Linked DNA regions of Mus musculus: regions 1, 2, 3, 4, 6 and 7 are each linked to region 5. A link is a contact called in public HiChIP or PLAC-seq and promoter capture Hi-C data. All regions are on one chromosome and are shown on one strand. Each heading gives the region's core, a stretch centred on a gene start, on an enhancer-like site or on the middle of the called end of the contact. The rest is flanking DNA. Distances are from core to core; before and after follow the strand shown.

Region 1 (3,151 bases), core at 592-3,091, 1.1 Mb after region 5:
ACATTTCTGACTAAGTAATCTTGATATGATATTCATCTTTATTTGCAAAAATATAGACCATTATAATTGCAGTTGAATTCCACAATAAGTAATGTCTCATCTAGGGAATTTTCCCAAGTATCCTCTAACTGTTTTCCTAGAAAATGAACTGAAGATTAATGACCCTCATATTTTATGCTGATGTATTCATGAGTGTTTTATTGTTTAAATGTATCTTGCTTGTTGAGTCAGTGCACACAGTGAACCTGTCTGTGGAAAACTGATCTGCACACTTAACCTCTGATACCTTTTCTCCTGAAGGAGGAAGAAAGTGGAGAGGAAGCCCTCCCATATCGGAACAGTGATCCCATGATTGGAACACATACAGAGAAGATCTCACTCAAAGCCAGCGACTCTATGGACAGTCTTTACAGTGGGCAGAGTTCATCAAGTAAGGCCAATGAGTAAGAGGTGTCATGGCAGACATGGAGCCTGGGATAAGCTAGTTCAAAACAGTGAATGCTCACTCTGAGGGTGTTTATCAAATTAGAAACAAAGATCCAGATACATGACAATAGAGAAGTTGGAAAGGTTAGAGCCTTGACTATACATGGACTTACTAGTGATTGTGATACATAGCACAACATATTTCTGATGCTATAGCCTACAGGGATCTGGTGCAATGCCTCAAAAAGTTCATCTATCTATTTATTTATTTATTAGATATTTTCTTTATATACATTTCAAATGCTATCCCGAAAGTTCCCTATACCCTCCCTCTGCCCTGTGGAACAACAATATGAAATAACCAGTAGCCTCAAAAAGTTCTTTTAGGTAACAAAGTCTGATATAAAACTTTTATGCTCTGAAGAACGTAGTGTTATCTTGATTCAAAAGACATAACATTATTTGAAATAGAGAAGTAGACGACTATTCTTTATTTTTCTCCCATGGGCCTTCTTTGATTGTTTTCTTTTTCTTTTTGTCCTTTCTTTCCTCCCTCTCTCATTCCCCCACTCATTTCTGTCTGTCTGTCTGTCTTTCTTTTTGTCTTTTTTTCTGCCTGTCTTTCTCTCTCTATTTGTTCTTTCTTTCTTTCTTCCTTCCTTTCTTCCTTCCTTCCTTTCTTTCTTTCTTTCTTTCTTTCTTTCTTTCTTTCTTTCTTTCTTTCTTTCTTTCTTCCTTCCTTTTTTTTTTTTTCAAAACAGGGTTTCTCTGTGTAGCCCTAGCTGTCCTGGAACTCACTCTGTAGAGCAGGCTGGCCTCAAACTAAGAAATCTGCCTGCCTTTGCCTCCCAAGTGCTGGGATTAAAGGTTTGTGCCACCACTGCCCAGCCCTTCCTTCTTTTCTTCCTTCCTTTCTTTCTTTCCTTCTTTCTTTCTTTCTTTCTTTCTTTCTTTCTTTCGTTTCTTTCCTTCTTTCTTTCTTTCTTTTCCTACTTTTCTGCAAAGTGCAGGACATTTGCCTTAATTCTGTCGTTTCCATTTACTGTTAGTAAGTAGAGACTGGTGCAGTGAATAATACTGTGTGATAGATACGTCGCCAGTGGGGTGGGAAAGGAGATTAGCAGGAACTATAAGTGTGGAATCAACACTGCTATTGGTCTAAGAAGGACATTACTTAACATCAGTTACATTTTATGCTACAACAGTTACAAGAAACTACTGATAGTGCTGGTGCCTCATATATTTTATATAAGTAAACTGTTATCTTTGCTCCAGTCCAGTATCTTCAGGACTTTCAAATGTCTCTGCAAAGATTATTTTCCAGTTGTTTTTAAATCAAGTACTTCTGTTATTCAAAGATGACTCACAAAGAACAGATGTTTTGAATATTCTCAATTTTCTTCATATTAGCTATACAATAGCTATTTTGTTGTAAAAAGCTAATGCTGACACATTTTAAGGATGCAGTGTGTGTGTCATTCAGATTTCATAAGTATCCAGTTCTGCTAGAAGTTTTCAAATTCAAGGTTGTGATACTGAATGTGAGAAGAATTATATGATTCCAACATACCATGCAAAGCCAGCACCCGTACACTAATCCAGAAGGGAGGTGTGGGGAGATAGTGTTTCACTCACATGCTACATTTCTATTCACACCCAATGTGGAACTTACAGGACTTTTGCCTTATTTCAAAATCCACGGCAGTGAAACTGCCGCTCTTGCCTCCTTGAGCAGCAAAAGGTCAACCTGAAAGAGGAAGTGAGGAGCCTGTGAGTGTGGGAGAAACAGCCAGGCACTTTCACTGCCAACAGCTGTGACACTACAGAAGGGAAGCAAAATGGAGCAAGATGGAATGCTCTCTGTGTTTGCTTTGCTCACTTTTTATTTTTCTCAAGTGAAGTTCAAGATCAGAAGGGAAGGGAGACCAGAAAATAAGCACCCAGACAGTTTGGAGGTTCACACATGTGGGCAACTCTCCTCTCCACCCCTGTGGCAAACAAAAGTATCACACAAAGATGTTTATAGGCAAAGATGTTTCTTTCATATGGTCTTTGGCACACAGTAAGAATTCTTGGAAAGACTTTTTAATCACAATTACATAAGTTGTATGGAACTCTGAAATGTCATGTGTTGATTACTTATGATCAATAACAACACAAAATGATTAAACTGTTTCTATTGAATTCTTTCATAGTTTCCAACTCGGAAATTATCTGTCAAGGTCAAAGTTTGAATCTATTCTTTGCTCCAACTTAGCAAGTGGAGCATTGATTGTTTAATGCCCTTTAAGGCAGATCAGATCCAAATGAGGAGATATTTTGAAATGAGATGGTATTGGAATAAGGACTATCTAGAGTATTCAGACTGGCAAGAAAGCATCAAACCTAGCTTACAAGACAGGGTTTCCGAAGGGATGTGACTGAGAACTGCATAAGGCTGGCATCCGTTGCTCCAGTTTGAGGTAATGGTACAGGAAGCTAAAAGCCTTGGAAGCTACAAACTGTTAACCTTTACTTTGTCAGGTGGAATAACAAGCTGTTCAGATGGAACAAGTAATCGGGACAGCTTCCGACTGGATGATGACAGCCCCTACTCAGGGCCATTCTGTGGCCGGGCCAAAGTGCACACAGACTTCACGCCAAGTCCCTATGACACCGACTCCCTTAAAATCAAGGTGGGCCAACATTACATATGCTTCCTGGTTTATCAAACACTAGTTGCATG
Region 2 (2,880 bases), core at 372-2,871, 1.2 Mb before region 5:
GCTCTGGCTTCAAACGATAGCAGACTCCAGAGAATGAGAGATGTGCTCTTGGTAGGATTACTCTGAAAAGACCTAAAAAAAACCCAAATCAGTTTCTTGCTCCACTCTTGGAGGCAAAAGGAAAGAAAGACTGTTTGGGACTCTAGCAAAATCTGAAGTTGTTTTGTTTTGGGGAGCTACACGCTACACACTGTGCGAGGGAACATGGCATCTGAAGCTTTCTTTTTGGAATTTGAGAGGGAGCTGGGCAATGACTCGGTGGGTAAAGTGCTTGCCACACACCTATGAGGATTGGAGTTCAGATTCCAAGCAACCAAGTAAATGCCAGGCAGGCGTGGCATCCTGCGTACAGTTCCAGCATGTGGGAGACAGAGGCAGAGAACATACTGGCTAGTTACATTAGCTCGAAGGGCAGGCTTCAGGTTCAAGGGAGAGATCCCGTCTCAGTATATAACATGAACAGAGAGCAAGGATGCCTAATGTTAAACTCTAGCTTCTACACACATGCCAACACGGGTTCTCTACACACATGGACATAAGTGAGCACATGTTCATATGTGTGACCACATGCACACATGTAGCCCAAGATTAAAAATAGAAGGTTCAGTGAACGACTAATAGTGGCACAAAGAGAGAAAGACAAATGGTAAAAAAAAAAAAAAAAAAAAAAAAAAACATACGTAGAAAAAGGGGGGGGGTAGCCTTTGGGGATAGGAATAAAAAGGATGCAACAGTTCATTGTTCCAACTTCGGGATTTGTATGGGAGTTATTTGAAGTTATGTTGGTTTTAGAAAGCATGGGACGCTGAAGTGCTGCAGGCTTGACGCATGTGGCCATCAGTTAGTACCATGTCAGGATTATGACTGGGCACACGAGAAAAAAGGTACATATCTATCTCTATATATGCTGGAGACATTTGTCACGTGATCCCTGGTGTCTTTGTCATGCACACACACACACACATATATATGTACACACACATGTGTACACACACACACACACACACACACACACACACTGGAGCTTCCCAGTCGTCTCTATAGTGTCACATGATCCCTGGTGTCTTTGTCATATATATATATATATACACACACACACATACACACACACACATATATGTACACACACATGTGTATACACACACACACACACACACACACACTGGAGCTTCCCAGTCGTCTCTATAGTGTCACGTGACCCCTGGTGTCTTTGTCATGCACACACACACACACACACACACACACACACATATGTACACACATGTGTACACACACACACACACACACACATACACACACGCGCGCGCACACACACTGGAGCTTCCCAGTCGTCTCTATAGTGTCACATGACAGGGCAGAAGCCATCAGTGTCCTCAGGGTGCTAGAGAGCTTGCTCTTTTGCATGTAGACTCATTGAACATCTACGTCTAGAATCAGCAGGAAGCCCACGCTTTCTTCTGTACATGAAGCTACCTGCCAGTGTGGATTATGGGGAGGGACAGAAAGCCTACTAATGAAGGTTTTAGTAAAGTGACCCAGTTTGTTTGGAGCCCCCACATTCTCTGGTGACACGAATCTGGCCCCTCCCTCATATCTTCTGTGACGTGAGTGCATATGTTTCTAGTTGGGTTTGTCTGTTCCAAGCTGTTAGGAGAGCACAGAATGCCGACATCTGAGTCACTTTACCACTGGCTTCTTATTATTTTCACAGTACCAAGAATTTGGTATTGTTTTGGTATTTTGTGGACAGTAATCTTTAACCACTTCCTCTGTTCCTTTCGTGTTTGTGAGCTTATAACTTAAAATAATTTTTCTTACTGAAATTAGTTCCAGGCAAGTACAAAAAGAAACGTGTTTCATTTTATCTGCCGCAAATATTTGCCCTTCTTACTAAAGATTAACTTTCTCTGAGTAAGGAAGTAACGGCCATGTGATCATTTGGTGGAGGCTCGAAGCCCGCACTAAAACGCCTTATGCTAGAAAAGAAAAAGAGAAGTTATGAAAAAGATTAAGTGAGGCACAATTTTGTTGGTTGGTGATTCTTTTCATTTTTATCTTTTGAGCTTTTTGCACAGTCAGGGGCCAAACTCAGAGTCTCACACCTGAATTTTTAAAGCTAAAGTTTTAAACTGATTTATTTTTTTCCCCCTCCTTGAATGGCTTTTCCTCCATATTCAGCTGTTTTGGGGTTGACATTGATGCTGGGCTCAGCACTTTGGAAGCAGAAAGATTCTGGATTTGAGGCTAGCGTAGAGTTGATATTGATACCCTGGAGGAAAAGGAAGTAAAGCAGACAGGGGTAGAAGGCTCCTCTGTTTCCACAGATAGAAACAGCCTCCTCATTTATAATTTTCCTAATCAACTATCTACTATCTATCTATTATATCTCTCTCCATCCATCCATCCATCCATCCATCCATCCATCCATCCATCTACCCATCCATCATCTACGCATTTCTTTCTTACATTTTTTTAATTTATTGATTGATTTACTTCTGCATGGGTGTTTGTGTGTCAATGAGCAAGCTGGCTAGCTAGGTAGATTACTTCAGTCACCAAACTCTGGGCTCAAGTGAGAAACTCTGCCTCCTTATAGAAGGTGGAAAACAATCAAGGAAGACGCTGGCCATCAACTTCTGGCCTCCATGTGTGCATCTGTACACGCACCTGTGTGTGCTCGTGTGCATGGGGTGTGGGGTGTGGGGTGTGGGGTGTGGGGTGTGAGTCTCTCTTCCTGTCATGTGTCCCCGGATTGAATTCAGATCAGGCTTCGTGATAAGTACCAGCTGAAGGTACTCGCTCTCTCGCTCTGTCTCTCTCTCAACGTCTGTCTGTCTCAACACTACTTTAATTTGCCACTGAGTGTTCTTAAAATTACTA
Region 3 (3,101 bases), core at 294-2,793, 1.2 Mb after region 5:
CACATACATACATACATACATACACACACATCTTTAAAAATGAAATAAATAACAGGTAATAAAACTCAGGCAAGGTAAAATATTCTGAATGCTGAGAACAACCCAATAGTTTTAGTCTCCGGCATCTTTAACACACCTAATCTCACCAACATCCCCACATCAAGTGTGTTGCATGTGCATCTCTTTCCTTCCCAGCAAACCCGGTGTTTTCCTGACTGTGGTGACCACTGTTAGCAGACTAGTCTAGAAACTGTTCTTGGACACAGCACAGGCACTAATGTCATTAATTTTTAAACTGCCCTACCCCTACTCTCTCATGTTGTTTAAAAGAACGTAACTTTTTTATGGCAAGGCGAGGAAATTCTAGATTGGAAAGTAACTACAGAATAACAAAACAATGCCAGTCTATTCCTAATGAGTAAAACTTTTTCCCAATTTCTATCCCTTGAAAATGAAAGTTTCATGCCAGTTGAGGATTTAGGGATATTCTAAAGAGGCTTTGGGGAGATACAAGCAAAGAAAGTCTGAGTTCTTACAAAAGGGAGAAAAGAGAAAAGTTAAAAACAAAACAAAACAAAACAAAAACAAAATAAACAAACAAAACTGAAGAAGTGTTAAGTAGCCAGGAGAAAGAGCTGATGAGGACACACCTACAGGAGTGAGTCTGGCATCAGTGTGATCAGTGCCAAAGAGGTCAAATCAGAAGAAAGAGATCAGGTTCTCACCCACTGCCCATACACAGAGCACTGACTGGAGCAACGCAGAAAAGCAAGAAAGACCTTATGCAAAACTCTATGTCCTGCTGCCTTTTCTAGAAGAAAGTCTGGGCTCTTTAAGAGCAGATGAGAAGAGTCAGAAAGCCATGAAGTTAATATTTACAGGATATTCTTATTGGTTCTGAAGGTTCAAACCTGGCAAGTTGCCCAATCACATTCATTACTTAAACTGGTTCAATAAAGGTCTTTTGGACCAAAGAATGTGCATCAGGAAGACAGCAGAATCTAGCTGTTTGAGCTAGTAGTTCCCAGGTAGCTTTATACAGCTGTAAACCCTCTCTAGTATGCAGCGATTAACTTATCCCAGAGGTTTCTGATATTAGCAAATTTAGCTCTGACAGTAGAGAAGGCTAGAGAAAATTTATTCCCATTAAATAAATAAAATGTTCTAATATAACAGCAATATTCAGTCCTTGGGGCTAAATCCTACAGCATGTATATATACGGCAAGAACTGTATCACTCCTGCCCCTCTGTCTCTCTCTGCCTCTCTGCCTCTCTATCTCTCGATGTCTCTCTCTCTGTCTCTCTCTGTCTCTCTCTCTCTCTCTCTCTCTCTCTCTCTCTCTCTGTGTGTGTGTGTGTGTGTGTGTCTTTCTCTCACTGTTTCTGTCTCTTCTTGTCTGTCTGTCTGTCTACATAAGGTTCAGAATGGCCTTATTCTTTGTGATCCCCCTGCCCCTGCCTCCTGAGTTACTAGAATTACAGGCCTGCCCCATCAGATCAAGTTCAGGTTTTTTACTTTGTTTGTTTTTTGATAAATACAAAATTCAGACCATTTCGGTTCTGGTTTTCCATCAACTCTATAACTGATATGTATGAACCTGAACAGTATCTTTAACTAAAGTGTGTTATTAGTGACTTTTTATTTTTTTTAATCAGATTGCTAAGAGAGATCGACGGAAAGAAAACTAAAAAGAGTGCTCAGTAGCTGACTATTAGGTTTCAGTCATGTTCCATTGCACTGAGGTTATAGCTACGTGTTTTGCAACTTCCTGAGTGTGGCAAAATGATGACATTTAATGTTGAGAAATTTCCGCTGTAAGCGTTAGGTTCTGAGAACAATATATGATGACATTTTAGATAACCCCTCCTCTTACGCAGCACTGCTCTATACTGCCACCAAAAGCGCTCCTATCTAAGTAGCATTGAGGCTTCCAATACTCTTGATAGAGGGAGTGGCCCTACTAAATTTATGAAAAGTTTCAGAGATTAGTCAATAAAACCTAGCTAGAGGTTTACTTTGATAGGTGTTTGAGCTGTGGGAAATCAAATAGAACTAACCCTAATTTTGTTCAACCTCCATGTAACTGCGGAATTCCTCTGCACACTCTTTGTGTATGTATGCCTATAAACTAAAGGTTATGGAGTTGAGTCATCTGCTTTCAAGAACTGTGTGACAATATTCAAGCATTTATCACAAAAAGGTGATCTTTTTAAATCTAAAAGTGGTATAAATTATAGGATGTATATATGAAGTACTCAATACAATCCAGGTAGTATTTGTATGAAAGCCACTACAATTTTTATATATACAACTTCATTTCCCCCCACTAAGTTCTAGTCGAAAGATAGAAGCAGTAATCACTGTATAATCATACAGGTATTTACTCATAGTATCTTGAAATTTTTCATACATAAATGGCCTGAGATCTAAAGAACAATTTTGCTGTCCAGAAGCAATGAAAGAGAGTCAGCTCATAGAGAACTCAGCTCATAAGTTTTACCTGACACATTATTTCATTGTTTGCACCTGATCAGTTCAGAAAGACACAATACTGCACTCAGCCTTGGTTCAACACTCTTGGACATGAAAGGAATAATTTTAAGAATGAATTATTAAATATATAAATTATTATTTATTTTAATGAATGAAAAATTAAAATTGGGATTGTTAGTGTCATGGGCCTTGGTTTCTCACAAATGACAGAGCCTCAATTGATTGAGCAATGGGCAACAGAGAATCCCTTAAGAAGGCACTGTTAATGTGAGTATTTGCATATATATGGAGCCTGTGCACATTGGGGCATAAGATTCCATGGGCTATCAAAATGCTAACATGTTACAAAGAATGTATATGGGCTTTCCATTACCCCACTTCCACATCTGCATCATGAAAACTTCTCATGTGTCCATTTGCAACACTTAGTTTTGTTCTGTGTTATATTTTACAAATGTAAAAACTATAAAGGAATGAAAGCTGGGTTTAGCAGATTCTGTGATATCTTGGACCTTCTGGGATCCCATGTATGCCCAAGAGCAGAACACTGTTTCTTCATAGGGCAGGAGTGGAATAGTGATGCACATGGCTAAGGATCATTTTCTC
Region 4 (3,081 bases), core at 240-2,739, 1.2 Mb after region 5:
AATTATAAAGAAATCAATTTAATAAAATCATATTCATAAAGCATTGTGGTGGGTTTATAATAAATAAAGGTGTAACTGTATTATAATATTATAAAGGTAGGAAGGGAAAGGGATTCAGGCTATAGAAGCAAACGTATAATATATACTGCTTAAAATAAGTTAATAGTTATATGGATAATATCCTGCAGTTAAGATATTAACTTTTATTCTCAAAGCAATCATTAAGAAACTATAAAAACAAACAAACACCTCAAAATAATGTTAGGAGACTTTTTCTGAGGAGACCTGAATAAATTTCTGCTTTTCTGAGCTAGGGAATTAATGACAGGGCAAAGTAAAAATTCTACCAATGTCCAATTTGGAGAACCAACAGGTCCATTGGGATTACATACAGCAGTCTAGGTAATGTCCAGATTATTTTTATCTCAACTTGGCACAAGCTAGAGTCATCAGAGAGAGTCATATTTGAAAAACTATCTCTATAAGAAAAGTCTTTTGTTTCCCCCCATATCCACAGGCTCTCTTGTCCCTTTCTTGGTCACCCAAGTAATGTTTGGTATAAGCTTCACCTCGTGGAGCAGGCCCTTAAGTCAGATCAGTATTGGTTGGTTACTTCAATAAGCTTTATGTCACCTTTCCTGAAGCATATCTCACAGGCTGGTCACAGCTGTAGAGCAAAAGTTTTGTGGCTGGCTTTGTGTTTACGTTTCTGTTTTCATAGCACTCAGAATCCTTCCATACCAAAGAAACTAGAGCTAGCAGGGAAGCTCTATGTAGGCACCAGCCTGACTTCTTTGTATAGGTGTTTTCTGCAGCAGTGGTGCCTTGCTACCTATTGCTTTGTCAACAGCTTAGCTTGTTTAGGGATTCCCATGAGATCCGTTTGGCCAACAACTCAATTAGCTATAACACAAATCCAAATACTGAAAGCTTCGTTAGGAGACAAGAGATGTCCTGTTTGGGCTCTGTCTCCCAACTGGAGACAATGGATATTTAAATGTTGTTCAGTCACATGGTGTCTACATTCCATCCCAAGTGAAAATAGACTATAAGGTACAGGAAAAAAATGTACATTACATATCCGCAGGAACATATAAACATTTGATATCACTAAATAAATACAAGTACACCTAGTAGATTCCAACAAGCTACTCCACAATAACAGGGAAAACTCACATTATTAAAAATTAAAGTTAAAAGTTTAAATTAAAAGTGGACAAAATTTTGAACAGATATTTCTACAAAGTGGATATATGAATGACCCGAGAGTTCACAAAAGCACACTAAATAACACTGGACATTAGGGAGATGCAGATCAGAAGGCCATTAAAATGTTACTTCCAATCAGGTGGGACAGCTAGAATTAAAGGAAAAGATGCTGAGCAAGAGGGAAAACTAAAACCTGGATGCGCTGTGATAGGAACGTAGAATGGTGTACATACTTTATCAGTTCCTCCAGAAGAGGTGAAGACAGAGTTTTGAAATGATTCAGCAATTCCAATACCTGGTATTACACAAGATAACTGAAAAAGAAAGTCCCATGACAAAGCATAGTCACACAAGTTCTTAGTAACATTATTCACCTTTGTGAAAATGAAGAACAACCCAAATCTCTATCCACCTATGAATGGGCCAAAATCTTGCAATGGAAAATTACGAAGGCTGTGGAAGGAGTCTGGTACCGGTACTACAAGCAGGTGAACCTTGTAAACACTGTGTTAAGAGAGAGACGCCAGGAATATGATGATGTCATAGACTGTAACTTCTAATTTTAAAAGGCAGACTCTCAGCTGGAAAGATTGCTCAGTGGTTAAGAGCCAGTAGCACTCTTGAGTTCCTTTCCCAGTACCTATGGTTGGTGACTCACAACCATGTGTAAGTCAAGCTCTAGGGCATCTGACACAACTTTCTTGCTCTGATATATACCTATAGTCCTGTAAATGTATCATCACATAACCACCTATACAACCAAAAAAAAATCTTCAAATGATAAATCTTGTATGGTGCTGATTATTTCTCAATAGAACTGTTGCAAAATATTCATGTACTTCAGTTTAATTCAAACAGGATATTTTCTGAGCCTTGGAAAAATTTAAAGCACTTTAAGTTACTGCATTATACAAAAATGGTTGAAATGAATAGCTCTATGCCACTAAATCGTCACACTCTGTCTTGTGTGTCCATTGGAGCCATCCAGGCAGGGAATTTTGAAATCTGTTTAAGTTGATCTAGACAGAATGCAACCTTAGTAGTAGAATTTTTAAAATCTTCATTCTCGTACTTGTAGCAAAGTTGAGATATATGGCTTCTTGGTCATCTTCTGTTTAAATATTTAGTTAATCATTAGAACCCAGTGATTTTACTATGTCACATAAATGTCAACCCCATATATTGAATATATTACACATGAATCTCCAATCTTACCTACCCAAAAGAACTAGGTTATACCATCATCCATCCAGAATCAACTTTCTTCTCCCTCATATTTTACATGCATTCACTCATCCAGTTACAACAGATATCAGTGATGGAATATAGGCAATACATGTATTCTCTTCCCTTTTCCCCCTCTACATCAGTATATATATATACACACACATATACATATATGTGTGTGTGTGTGTGTGTGTGTATACTAATTATATATATGTATATATATATATAAATCAATATCAATAGCACCATAAAAATCGTTCTAATTCCACACTCTATCTTTTCTACTCTGTTCAGAGAGAGATTCTCCAATCCCACTGTGATAATACAACAGTCCAATTTAAGAACCCTTCCTTCCTTGCCTCTTATGTACTTTCTGGATGAGATCCAAGCATTCATTTAACCTGCCTTAAACGGTCCATTTCTACCTAATTCTCCAGTCCACGAATTTACCACTCCTGCCTCATTACCCTGTCCTCTACTGTAGGGAGACAGCTTTCAGATTTTCCAGTGGGATCTGGGCACATCACGTTTAAACTGATCAGAAAGTCTTCTTTTTATCTCTAGGATACTCTCCAATCTTCGCTGAAGCTCTTAGCTGTTCAGACTTGCCTCTGCTGTTAGACTTTGGATGCCTTCAGTGCAGAT
Region 5 (3,125 bases), core at 581-3,080:
GTTGCTCTAAAAGCATTCACCAATTATCAGTGAAATGATTTAACATACTCAACACATGCTAAAAACAGCATCACAATGTTAATATTTTGAATTAGAGAATATTCTCTTAGGGGAGAGGAGGCTTATTAAGCATGAATATTGGACTAGAAAACAAAGTTAACTTTCAGTAATTTGATTCTTGATTCTACAGACTTATGTATACAGTTCTGAGCCATCAAGGTAGTTATCTGACTATGCAAAGAAGTGGTTTAGTCAAAACGAAAGACAAAACCCATAAAGTCCTTGCAATCTTGAAGTTTAAGAGAAGCAAAAAAGACAGCAACTTTTCCCACTTTGAGATAAAGACGTTTTAAAATGCAAAATGAGTATAAAGAAAATGCTACTGAGCCTATTGCTTAACATGCCAAAGATCCCATGACCTTCCAACCAAAACTACAGCACACATTCAACATCAACATCTAAAGATTATAGTGTTCTAGGAACAACATACAGAATTGGGAGGCCAACTGTTTTCTTCGTTATTGTTATTCAGTCTTGAATTCTTCTGCCACATTACAAACTACATCACAGTTCACCATAATCGTCTCAATGTGCAAGAAGCATAGACTAAAATAGGCTCCAAAACCAACTTTAACCAAAGTGTCTAAAATAACAATGCACTATCCCTACTTTCCAACATTCTCTGACATCTTTGGTTATCTCAAGGAACATAAAATGCTAAAACTATTTTAATGACAAAAAGAAAAAAACGGGGGGGGGGGGCTGTTTGAAGGTATTGGTCTATTTTTTAGTACAACAGGCCTCACTTTAAAGACAAGCACAGGTAGGCTTTACAGCAAGTACCTAGTGTCAAAACTACAGCAGGGTGTGGCATCCATTACTCACACCGATGAGCCAAAGGAGGCTCTGGCTGTTCACTGTATACCTAATTGCTCCTACAATTAGAATTCAACTAAGCCAACATTTCCCCGGTGCTCAAAATGCTTTTCACACCAATAAGGGGGGAGGGGGGAGGGCAGAACAAGTAATGACCGTCTGCTCTTCAGGACATGGAGCAAGCTATGCTGGAGCTTTTAAAGATTCTTAAAGTAAAACCTAGAACTAGCAAGATACTGTTCGAGAAACAATATGTGATGACCCCCCTAACTCTGCGTGAAACTGATGCTAGAGTAAAGAACGAACAAGAGAGCAAGGTCAAACTTAGGGGACAAAAGATTTGAGTAACAGCCATAAAGGTCTCCTTACGCGCGAGATACTTTCTAGATCCAAGAGAGAATAAAATAAAGAAAAGAAAGAATAACCAACCAAACACTCTACTTGTACAGATTCCACCCTGGGTCGATGCGATGTACCTGCCCTGGAAGACAGGTAATTCGTTTTGGGGAGGTCCGGTTTTTTTTTCCCCAGAACAGCAGGCCTGGCACAATAAGACCTCCGAAAGAGAAACTGTCCAAAAGGGGTGACAAGTGACATTCTTGCAGAAGAAAAGGGACTGGAAAAGGAAGCGAAGGAGAAGAAAGTTTAATTACAAAGCCTGGCAGAGTGAGTACTGGAGGAATGCGGGGGTCACTCTGGGGACGCGGCGCCGTCGGTTCTGGGAGAGCAATCCGCAGAAGGGAGTGGACGCGAAGCCTCTCACTACTGCACACCCCGCTCCGCACGCAGCCCCGCGGGACCGAGCGCGACGCTCCCGGAGTGGCCCGGCCGGCCGGGAGGCCACGCGGCCCGTCGAGGAGCGGCGACCAGCCCGCGCCTCACCTTCTGCGCCGCGCTCTGCTGCAGCACATTCTGCTCCACGGTCATGGCCCCCGCGGCGGCCCCGCCTGTCGCGCTCTACCGGGCCCGGGGCAGCGACGCGGACGGCCCGGGAGGACGGCGCCCCCGCCAGCCGGGCGCGAAGGCGATGGCGGCGGGCGAACGCGGGCCCCGCGGGCAAGCGGCGAGACGCTACCGGAGAGCGCCACCGCGGCCGCCTCAGGTCCTCTGCGCCCCGATCCTCAGCGCCGCTGAGCCGCGGCGGCCCGGCCCATGGGCGCAGGCGACGGAGAGCACGATCAAGCCGGGCCGCGTCACGCGTTCGCACTCAGCTTCGCCTGACCGCTCCGGGGGGACCACTGCGGGCCGGCGGCAAGCGGACGGAGGGAGCGGCCACCCGGAATGGCGCTGTCCTCCGGCCGCCGCGACTCCGCCTCCAGCCCCTCCCTCGCCGCGGTCACCGCCCCCGCCCCGCCCTCCTGCCCCGCCCCCGCTCTGCCCCGCCCCACCCGTCCTAACCCTACATTGTGACCCGCGGGAGCGGAAGGAGGGGCTGTGTTGCTGCCCCGCCCCCTGGTGGGCCCCGCCCTCCGTCTAAGCTCCTCTCAGCGCGCGGGCTGGACGGCCAGAACCGCCCATCCTGCAGGTTACTGTGCACCATTTAAGGCTCTTGCTAAACTCTGACATTGCGACCCCCCGACCCCCAGTCGAGGCTAGAGCCATAGGACGGTATACCAGATCACCTTCCTGTCTAACGGTCTCCAAAACAATCAACGTCCTTCCATACCTGTAATGTCCCAAAACCTGGGCGGGCCCAGAACTCCAGCTATTTCCTATGTCACCCAAGCCTTTCTAGGAATTTCACAAGCCATGAACCTGCTGGAAGAAAAAAGTCAAATAAGCAGAACGCTGTTAGAAGTCCTTCTGGACTGTACTTTTCTCAACTATTCGTTACATACATCAGGACTGACATTCTGTGTTTATTTCATGCACTGGAATGTGTGACAGTCACTGCTAGACTGGGGATTTAAGGTTTATTTACTGAAGAGAATCTAAATGAATAGACATAAGGCAAACAACATTATGAAAGAATCACTGCCTAGATGATGCATAATTCTAATATCCCTGTTGCCAAATTAAACAAACGATTAACTACCGTATGTGGAATAGTCTACTGTAAACGGAATTGGAGGAAAAGCCTAACAGTAAGTAAGAAACCTGGAAGTAAAATATCTTCAATTGCACCAGCTAAACTAGGGACAGAGTAAGACCGAGACCCAGGGGAGGGTAGATTAATGAGCACAGGGTTACAAATACAATAATACAGTGCACATACAAGTTAGACTGTAATTTAATCCACGGCAAGAAAA
Region 6 (2,983 bases), core at 410-2,909, 1.3 Mb before region 5:
TATATTAAAATAGCCTTAATGGAAAGAGTGACCACCAGAGAGGTATTTCAGAAGAGGAAGAGGGGGAAAAAGCATTACTTCATAAGAAAGAAAAAAGAGGAAGATAGTTCCCTGCATCCTCTTCATTCCTCCAATTTCTGCTTTGGATGTATTCAACTTCGGTTTGTTTTACCAAACAAAGGTGGGATTCACCGAGCAGACTGGTTCAACGACCCTTCCTGTTTTTCACAAGATTTAATTTCGAAATTTCAGCCAAGCCTAAAAGATCTGTATCCAAAAAAAAAGGTGGAGGTGGAGGCGGTGTGGTAGCCTCAGCTCCACAGATTAGACTTGTTAATAGAATGTTGATCCCATGAGTAATGTCCACAGCTGTGGCATCCAACAATGGAATTAACATTTCAGCAGGAAGCAGAGAGAGCCATCCCAGTAGAGCTGAGGCAGATCCAACAACCTTCCCAACTCCCGCAATCCTAAGCAATCCTCTTCGGAGGCTACGGTGTGTGTGCGCGTGCGTGCTTCCCAGAGTTGAACGTGTAAATCTTTTACATGACTCACTTGGCTCGAAAATTCCTCCAATTGCTTAGTATTAGGAAATGAGACCGACTTGTTAAAAACACACTTAGAAAAAGATTAATTTCTAAGTGCTAGAATGCGTATGCGTCCTGGGGTCCAGGCATTTTTTTTTTAATGCCTTATTTCCTGAAAGAGACGCTCTGCAGCTGAAAGATGTACTGGGCGATTTCTACCACCACACGCCTCACCACCTGAACGTCAATCATCATACAAAAAAAAAAAAAAAAAATCAACTTATTACAAACCCGGGCTAACTCCTCCCCAACAGCGATTTCAGACCTTCGGCTCCTAATACCTCGTCTCGGAGCTGCTGGGTCGAGCTAGCCTGTTCTTTGAGACTAAAAACCAGCAGCTTCGGTGCTTCTTTCCTAAAGGTAGCCAGGGCGACTGACACCGAACGGCTCAGTCTTCTCTCAAATAATGGCGTTGGTAATTCAGCCTCCCCGGCTTGGACTACCCGATACCTAAAAACTCGCAGCCCGGAGCTTGGAAATCGGGGAAGGCTGGCGGCACACAACACCCAGGCAGACGCGGGAAACAGACAAGGGCAGATAAAGCCAAATGGTCCCCAGGGTAAGCTGCCCTGGAGGCGCGCCCCACACGCCCCTGGGCGAGCCTCCGCCACCGCCACCGGACGATCGGGTCCCCGCTCCGCTGCCTCCCAGACGCCTCACGCCCCCTGCGCCGCTCCCGGGGACCGATGCATTCTCCGGGCTGGCGCGCGTGGTCCGGGGCAGATCACCCTGTGCATGGGTGCCCATCCGCCACTACCACGGCAGCGCCCCCCAAATTGAGCCGCCCCCTCCCCCCACGCCCCATTGTTCCCGGGAGGCCGCGAGCTGGGAGCGCAAGCGACTGGGACGGAGAGGTGCCGCAACTCACCCGCGATCCCGCACAAGAGCACGAAGCACAGTAGGCGCGCCATGGTAGCTGCCGGCCGGGTCGTGGCTTGCAGGTAAACGATCTCGGCTGGGAGCCCTGGTTTTCCCAGAGCCTGGTACACTCCCGACTGGCTCCCGGCGGTGGCAGCAGCGAAGGCACCTCTGCGCCCCGCCCCAGCTCGGCAGGTGAACGCGTCACTTCCGGCAGCACCCGGGAGCCCCTAAGCAAGAGCCCACAGTGTTGGCGCCCTGGGGTTGCCATGGAAACTGGGATCAGCCCGCGTCCCACCCCCCCTCCCCACCCCCACTCCCCTCTAAGGAACCTTCCAGTCCCAGCGGTCTTGCGCGCTGTACACCTGCTTGCGCTAGCAGCCACCTCCAGCTCTCCCGACTCCTGGTTAAATCGCTTTGTGAGCTGGGAAGCAGCGAGCCAGTCTCACTGCTGAAACAGTCACGCCCTCCTCCCCAGAGCCCAGCTCCAGGCCGGAATTGCTCCCTCTCCCTAAACCTTGAGCTAGGTTTCTTTCGACACACCACTAGCCAGCAGTCACCGCATCCTGTGGTCAGGGGTGGGGACCTCCTGGCACCCGTGTTTCCAAGGGCGATCAGAGAGCCCCGCCAATATCTTGCCTTCTTTTTGAATGGCTAGGTTCCTATTGAAGGCTCAGGAGAGGCTTTTCTTCCGCCCCTGTATACACTAGACCTATAAATTGAGGCGGCAGGTTTAACAAATACTTGGGGCTTTTCTCCTCCTTGCGATTATGAGTCGTTCCAGCCCTGAAGTTAGCCCACAGGGACAAAAGAACTTTAAAAGTGGGACCGGTTGGGGATGGCTAAGTGAACGGGAGTGGCTCTTGGAAATTAGGAATTTGAAAAGCCAGTGCAATCCCGCCCTGCAGCTCTCCCAAGCTGTTATCCTCAGACTTGCCTTTGCTAACTATTCTTGGTTGCTCTTCCCAGATTTTTTTTTTAACTGTTAGAAATGTTGAAATTCACAAGAGCCCCATATTAGGAGGTAGAAAACAGAAGAAACCAGCGTAATGGCCAAGAGTTAGGGGTCTTGGTGGGCAAGTTATTTAGAAGTGAAAGTGAAATCGTGCATTAAAAAAAAAAATGCTTGGTAGGTCCAGAGATGGCTCAACAGTTAAGAGCAATGGCTGCTCATCCACAGGTCCCGAGTTCAACTCCCAGCAACCACATAGTGGCTGGCTCACAACCATCTGTAATGGGATCAAGTACCCTCTTCTGGTATATCTGAAGACAGCGACAGTGTATTCAAATATATAAAAATAAATAAATCTTTTTTAAAAAATGCTTGCCCCCCCCCCCACAGAGCACATAGTGCTCAGCAAGTAGGGACTAATAAAGGAATATTGGGAATGCCTTGTTGCTTGTTGAACCAGAGAAAAGAGAGAAGGCAGGTGTAGGGGGTGATAGGGATGTCCCCACAGGCTCATATATTTAAATGCTTAATCACTATTTGGAAGGATTAGAAGGATTGGGTACTGCAGCCTTTTGGAGTAGGTGTG
Region 7 (3,068 bases), core at 438-2,937, 1.3 Mb after region 5:
CTTTCTCTAAAGCTTCATACACTGCTGGTTTTCTCTACTATATTCTTAATTTTCCTCATCTCTAGTTCTGACAGCATTATGTGTCTGCTCTTTTTTTCCTCAGAGCTTTATCTTATAGGATGCATCCTTCATTCCATCATGGGCATATTCTTGGCTCAATTGACTTATTTCTTGAGGTGTGTATGGTCTAATTTCTATTTGCTTCTCATCTCTATTACCAAATAATATGAATCATCTAGATATATTAACCTTCCAAGATGTCACTGTGAGGGATATGGCTGTCTTGCCTAGGTCCGGGGTTAGAGTAACATCTTTAATGGGATTGTTTGCCAGCCCCTCCATTTCTTAGTTATATTAGCTGTCTTTATCTATGTCCACTATGGTTTTCATAAGTATTGCTGGGACTTCTTTACTAGCCGTGTGCTCTAGCAGTGGCTCTACTACTTGTGGATTTGTTAGAGGTACCTCAATCTTCACTTCCTTAAACCCAAGTTTCTTTTGGTTGTTCCAAACCATTTTCTCTCTGTGGATCTGTGGCATCTGAACTCCCTTCCGTGGTTTTGAAGCCACTAACTAGTTCCTTCATTCTGATGTTAATATATATGCTAGGGAGTATAGAGATTTAATAGTTTTCTTTTTTTATATACTACCCAAAGTGAATTTGGGGGTAGCTTTCTTACTACTTTTTCCAATAATTTATCTGCCCTTCTCATGAGGCATTTGGCTAGGCATTCTCGGATGGGTTTTCCTGTACCTTCCCCTCTTCCTGCTACATAGGCAGCAGTTGGCATCCAGGTGCTGGTAATATTCTTTCCCTGCACCTTTCACTCTCTCTACCTCGAATGCAGCAGTTGGGATCAGAGTATTGGTGATCAGCTAATGATGAGGTCCTTCAACCTGCACCCTGGCTCTTCCTACCACCTCAGCAGCAGTTGGCTTCAACAGCAGTAGGCTTTGGGGTGGTGATCCCTTCTTTCACTTTCTTCCTTACAGCTCTGGCTAGTTCTGCACCTGGGCTGTAATTAATTTTGTACAACCAGAGGCCATTACCAATTTGGTGAAACTTAGAATAATTGGGACTACTATGGTCCTTAGAGGGTCCAGTTTCCTTCTCAGGATTTTGCCTTATGGTAAAATGATGCCAACTATGCCAACTGTCATGATCCATGACCAGCTTAAGGCTGGGAAGGAGAGACAGAGTCCAGATAATGTTTGATCTCAAGGGTTATTCACTACAATGGCAAGTATCAGTTCACAACACATGCATAGAGTGCCTGACTCAGAAGGAAGTGGCGGAGAGACTCACAAGCAAGGCTGGCTCATCACCACAATGACTAATGTCAGTTTACAACACGTGCATGGGGTATTTGAGCAATGAGCAAGTGGCCTAAAGGCTTGCACTCAAACTGTCCCTTACTCAGAGTGTCCCAGGTGGCAGCTTTTTCCTCTGGATCCTCTCATCTCCATGCAGCCAGGGTGGCAGTCAGTTTTCCTCTGGTCAGAGAGCCAGATAGTATGACAATCTTCACTGTGGAAGTATCAAGGTTTCCTCCTGCCTGCTGTGAGCTTCTGTTTTTATTAGCTACAAGGGGCAGTCACTCCCTAGCCTTACATCATTACATAGCACTTCATTTTTATTTGCTCTCCACTGAGCTGACATGAGCTGGAGAGCTGCTGTGAGCTGGCTGCTCATGCAACTCTTATCTACTACACACAGCTGACATGAGCTAGCTGCTCCTTTCTGTGACATCCAACTCAGCCCTGTTCTAATTTTTTTTTTATTAACATGCTGTCTACATAAGAAAATTAAGTTGTCTCACTGAGCTAGGCTTTATATTCTTTTTAACCTAAGATTATGCCTCTGATGCCATTATTGGTATAATATTAGACAAGTAAAATGGTCAGATGATAGGAACAAAAAAAGTATTGTATTGATCCACACTTTAAAGATATGTCGTTTTCAAATTTGTTTGTAGGAAAAAGTCTGACCTAAGAGATCCATGAACTAATATGAAATTCAATGTAATCCACCATAGAAAGAAACATGGAAAAAAAAACCTACATGATAATCTCAGTAGGTGCTGAAGAAGCCTTTAACAAAATATCACACCTCTTCATGATAAAAGTCTTGGAGAGATCAGGCATACAGTCTCCTTATCCAAACACAATACATAAAGGCACTACATAGCAAGCCAATAGCCAATGTCAAATTAAATGGACAGAAACAAAACAATTCCACTAAAATCGAGACTGTTCACTCTTTCCATATTTATTCAGTACTTGGAGTTTTAGCAAGAGTTATAATAGAACTTAAGATATCAAGAGGATACAAATTGGAAAGGAAAAAAATCAATATATTGGTATTTGCAGATGATATGATAGTATAAATAAGTAACCCCCAGAATTCTACCAAAGAATCAGAGAACTCCCATAACTGATACCTATTGAACTATACAATTTTAAGTGCTTTATAATAAACACAATGAAGAAATCTCTACAGGCAAGAGGATGCATGGACAAATACTTTACCCTTTCTTCATTCACCATACACATATGTGATTGCTGAAGATTCGTTACAGACAGGGTTTGTTCAAAATCCAGGTAGTTCCACAAGTCATTCTATTTTATGTTCCTTATTATTCTAAATCAGTGATTGTCAAACTGAATTAATACGGAATTAGAAATTCAGATACTAAGGATTGTGAACATATGACTTCTTTAACCATTTCAATGTATTCTTAATTATATCTTTGGGGATTTTACATTCTTATACATTAATTAAAGATTACCTGAAAATTATCTAAAACTTTGCAAATATTATCTATACTAACATACTCCCCTATATTTCTATGAACTACAAATATTATCATCTTTAGATATGTTATTCTGTGGGATAAGTGGACTGGTAAGGTTGAATGAGACCAAACCTGGTGAATCTCAGATTTGAGAACAGTAGGAGTGGGGCCAACTCCCTGCCTAACTCTACTCCCTCTGGAACATGTAACCACAGCGCCCCACTGAGAGAACCATGGCAATCAGTCATGTAGCATAAAAACCTGGAGTTCTCT

Evidence for each region. Promoter capture Hi-C pulls out the DNA fragments that hold promoters and counts their contacts. HiChIP or PLAC-seq counts read pairs in DNA pulled down with a chosen protein or histone mark.
Region 1: a contact with region 5 is called in an H3K4me3 HiChIP or PLAC-seq map of pro-B cells, with 5 times the contacts expected there. The contact joins the enhancer-like site here to the promoter of Usp25 in region 5. A contact is called at or near these places in 9 of 39 promoter capture datasets (the C10 cell line, the HPC-7 cell line, frontonasal cranial neural crest and 4 more), 1 of 484 Hi-C or Micro-C datasets (myeloid progenitors) and 2 of 115 datasets of contacts at active chromatin or transcription factors (pro-B cells and thymic regulatory T cells).
Region 2: a contact with region 5 is called in a promoter capture Hi-C map of liver, with 3 times the contacts expected there. The contact joins the enhancer-like site here to the promoter of Usp25 in region 5. A contact is called at or near these places in 5 of 39 promoter capture datasets (the C10 cell line, frontonasal cranial neural crest, liver and 1 more) and 1 of 115 datasets of contacts at active chromatin or transcription factors (astrocytes).
Region 3: an H3K27ac HiChIP or PLAC-seq map of thymic regulatory T cells shows a contact between it and region 5, with 6 times the contacts expected there. The contact joins the enhancer-like site here to the promoter of Usp25 in region 5. A contact is called at or near these places in 3 of 39 promoter capture datasets (cranial neural crest, hippocampal neurons and neutrophils), 2 of 484 Hi-C or Micro-C datasets (LSK cells and myeloid progenitors) and 1 of 115 datasets of contacts at active chromatin or transcription factors (thymic regulatory T cells).
Region 4: a contact with region 5 is called in a promoter capture Hi-C map of neutrophils, with 6 times the contacts expected there. The contact joins the enhancer-like site here to the promoter of Usp25 in region 5. A contact is called at or near these places in 5 of 39 promoter capture datasets (the HPC-7 cell line, HPC-7-derived erythroid cells, cranial neural crest and 2 more) and 1 of 9 other capture datasets (embryonic stem cells).
Region 6: an H3K27ac HiChIP or PLAC-seq map of stem cell-derived epiblast-like cells shows a contact between it and region 5, with 18 times the contacts expected there. The contact joins the promoter of Cxadr here to the promoter of Usp25 in region 5. A contact is called at or near these places in 4 of 39 promoter capture datasets (cranial neural crest, hippocampal neurons, liver and 1 more) and 6 of 115 datasets of contacts at active chromatin or transcription factors (astrocytes, embryonic forebrain, embryonic limb bud and 3 more).
Region 7: a FOXA1 HiChIP or PLAC-seq map of pancreatic cancer cells shows a contact between it and region 5. The contact joins the enhancer-like site here to the promoter of Usp25 in region 5. A contact is called at or near these places in 8 of 39 promoter capture datasets (the 3T3-L1 cell line, the HPC-7 cell line, HPC-7-derived erythroid cells and 5 more) and 1 of 115 datasets of contacts at active chromatin or transcription factors (pancreatic cancer cells).

What each region holds. Positions count from the first base shown.
Region 1 is chr16:75,876,376-75,879,526 of GRCm38.p6, reverse strand. It overlaps Samsn1 (SAM domain, SH3 domain and nuclear localization signals, 1), which reads left to right. Exons shown (of 8, transcript NM_023380.2): 4 at 301-430; 5 at 2,950-3,101. Among named protein-coding and RNA genes, the nearest start is that of Samsn1, 31 kb to the left of the region's middle. Within about 2 kb of position 1,841, at least 87 of the 459 cell types and tissues checked have an H3K27ac peak or open chromatin away from gene starts, as enhancers often do. A contact at or near this core is called in the HPC-7 cell line, myeloid progenitors, pre-B cells and 2 more, where this site is marked.
Region 2 is chr16:78,199,347-78,202,226 of GRCm38.p6, reverse strand. No RefSeq gene overlaps it. Among named protein-coding and RNA genes, the nearest start is that of Gm31613, 22 kb to the left of the region's middle. Within about 2 kb of position 1,621, at least 48 of the 459 cell types and tissues checked have an H3K27ac peak or open chromatin away from gene starts, as enhancers often do. A contact at or near this core is called in liver, where this site is marked.
Region 3 is chr16:75,854,338-75,857,438 of GRCm38.p6, reverse strand. No RefSeq gene overlaps it. Among named protein-coding and RNA genes, the nearest start is that of Samsn1, 53 kb to the left of the region's middle. Within about 2 kb of position 1,543, at least 95 of the 459 cell types and tissues checked have an H3K27ac peak or open chromatin away from gene starts, as enhancers often do. A contact at or near this core is called in myeloid progenitors, neutrophils and thymic regulatory T cells, where this site is marked.
Region 4 is chr16:75,836,644-75,839,724 of GRCm38.p6, reverse strand. No RefSeq gene overlaps it. Among named protein-coding and RNA genes, the nearest start is that of Samsn1, 71 kb to the left of the region's middle. Within about 2 kb of position 1,489, at least 29 of the 459 cell types and tissues checked have an H3K27ac peak or open chromatin away from gene starts, as enhancers often do. A contact at or near this core is called in neutrophils, where this site is marked.
Region 5 is chr16:77,012,774-77,015,898 of GRCm38.p6, reverse strand. It overlaps Usp25 (ubiquitin specific peptidase 25), which reads right to left and starts at 1,830. Exons shown (of 24, transcript NM_013918.2): 1 at 1,759-1,830. The coding sequence starts at 1,803.
Region 6 is chr16:78,300,347-78,303,329 of GRCm38.p6, reverse strand. It overlaps Cxadr (coxsackie virus and adenovirus receptor), which reads right to left and starts at 1,659. Exons shown (of 7, transcript NM_001025192.3): 1 at 1,456-1,659. The coding sequence starts at 1,498.
Region 7 is chr16:75,716,215-75,719,282 of GRCm38.p6, reverse strand. No RefSeq gene overlaps it. Among named protein-coding and RNA genes, the nearest start is that of Gm41474, 34 kb to the right of the region's middle. Within about 2 kb of position 1,687, at least 55 of the 459 cell types and tissues checked have an H3K27ac peak or open chromatin away from gene starts, as enhancers often do. A contact at or near this core is called in pancreatic cancer cells, where this site is marked.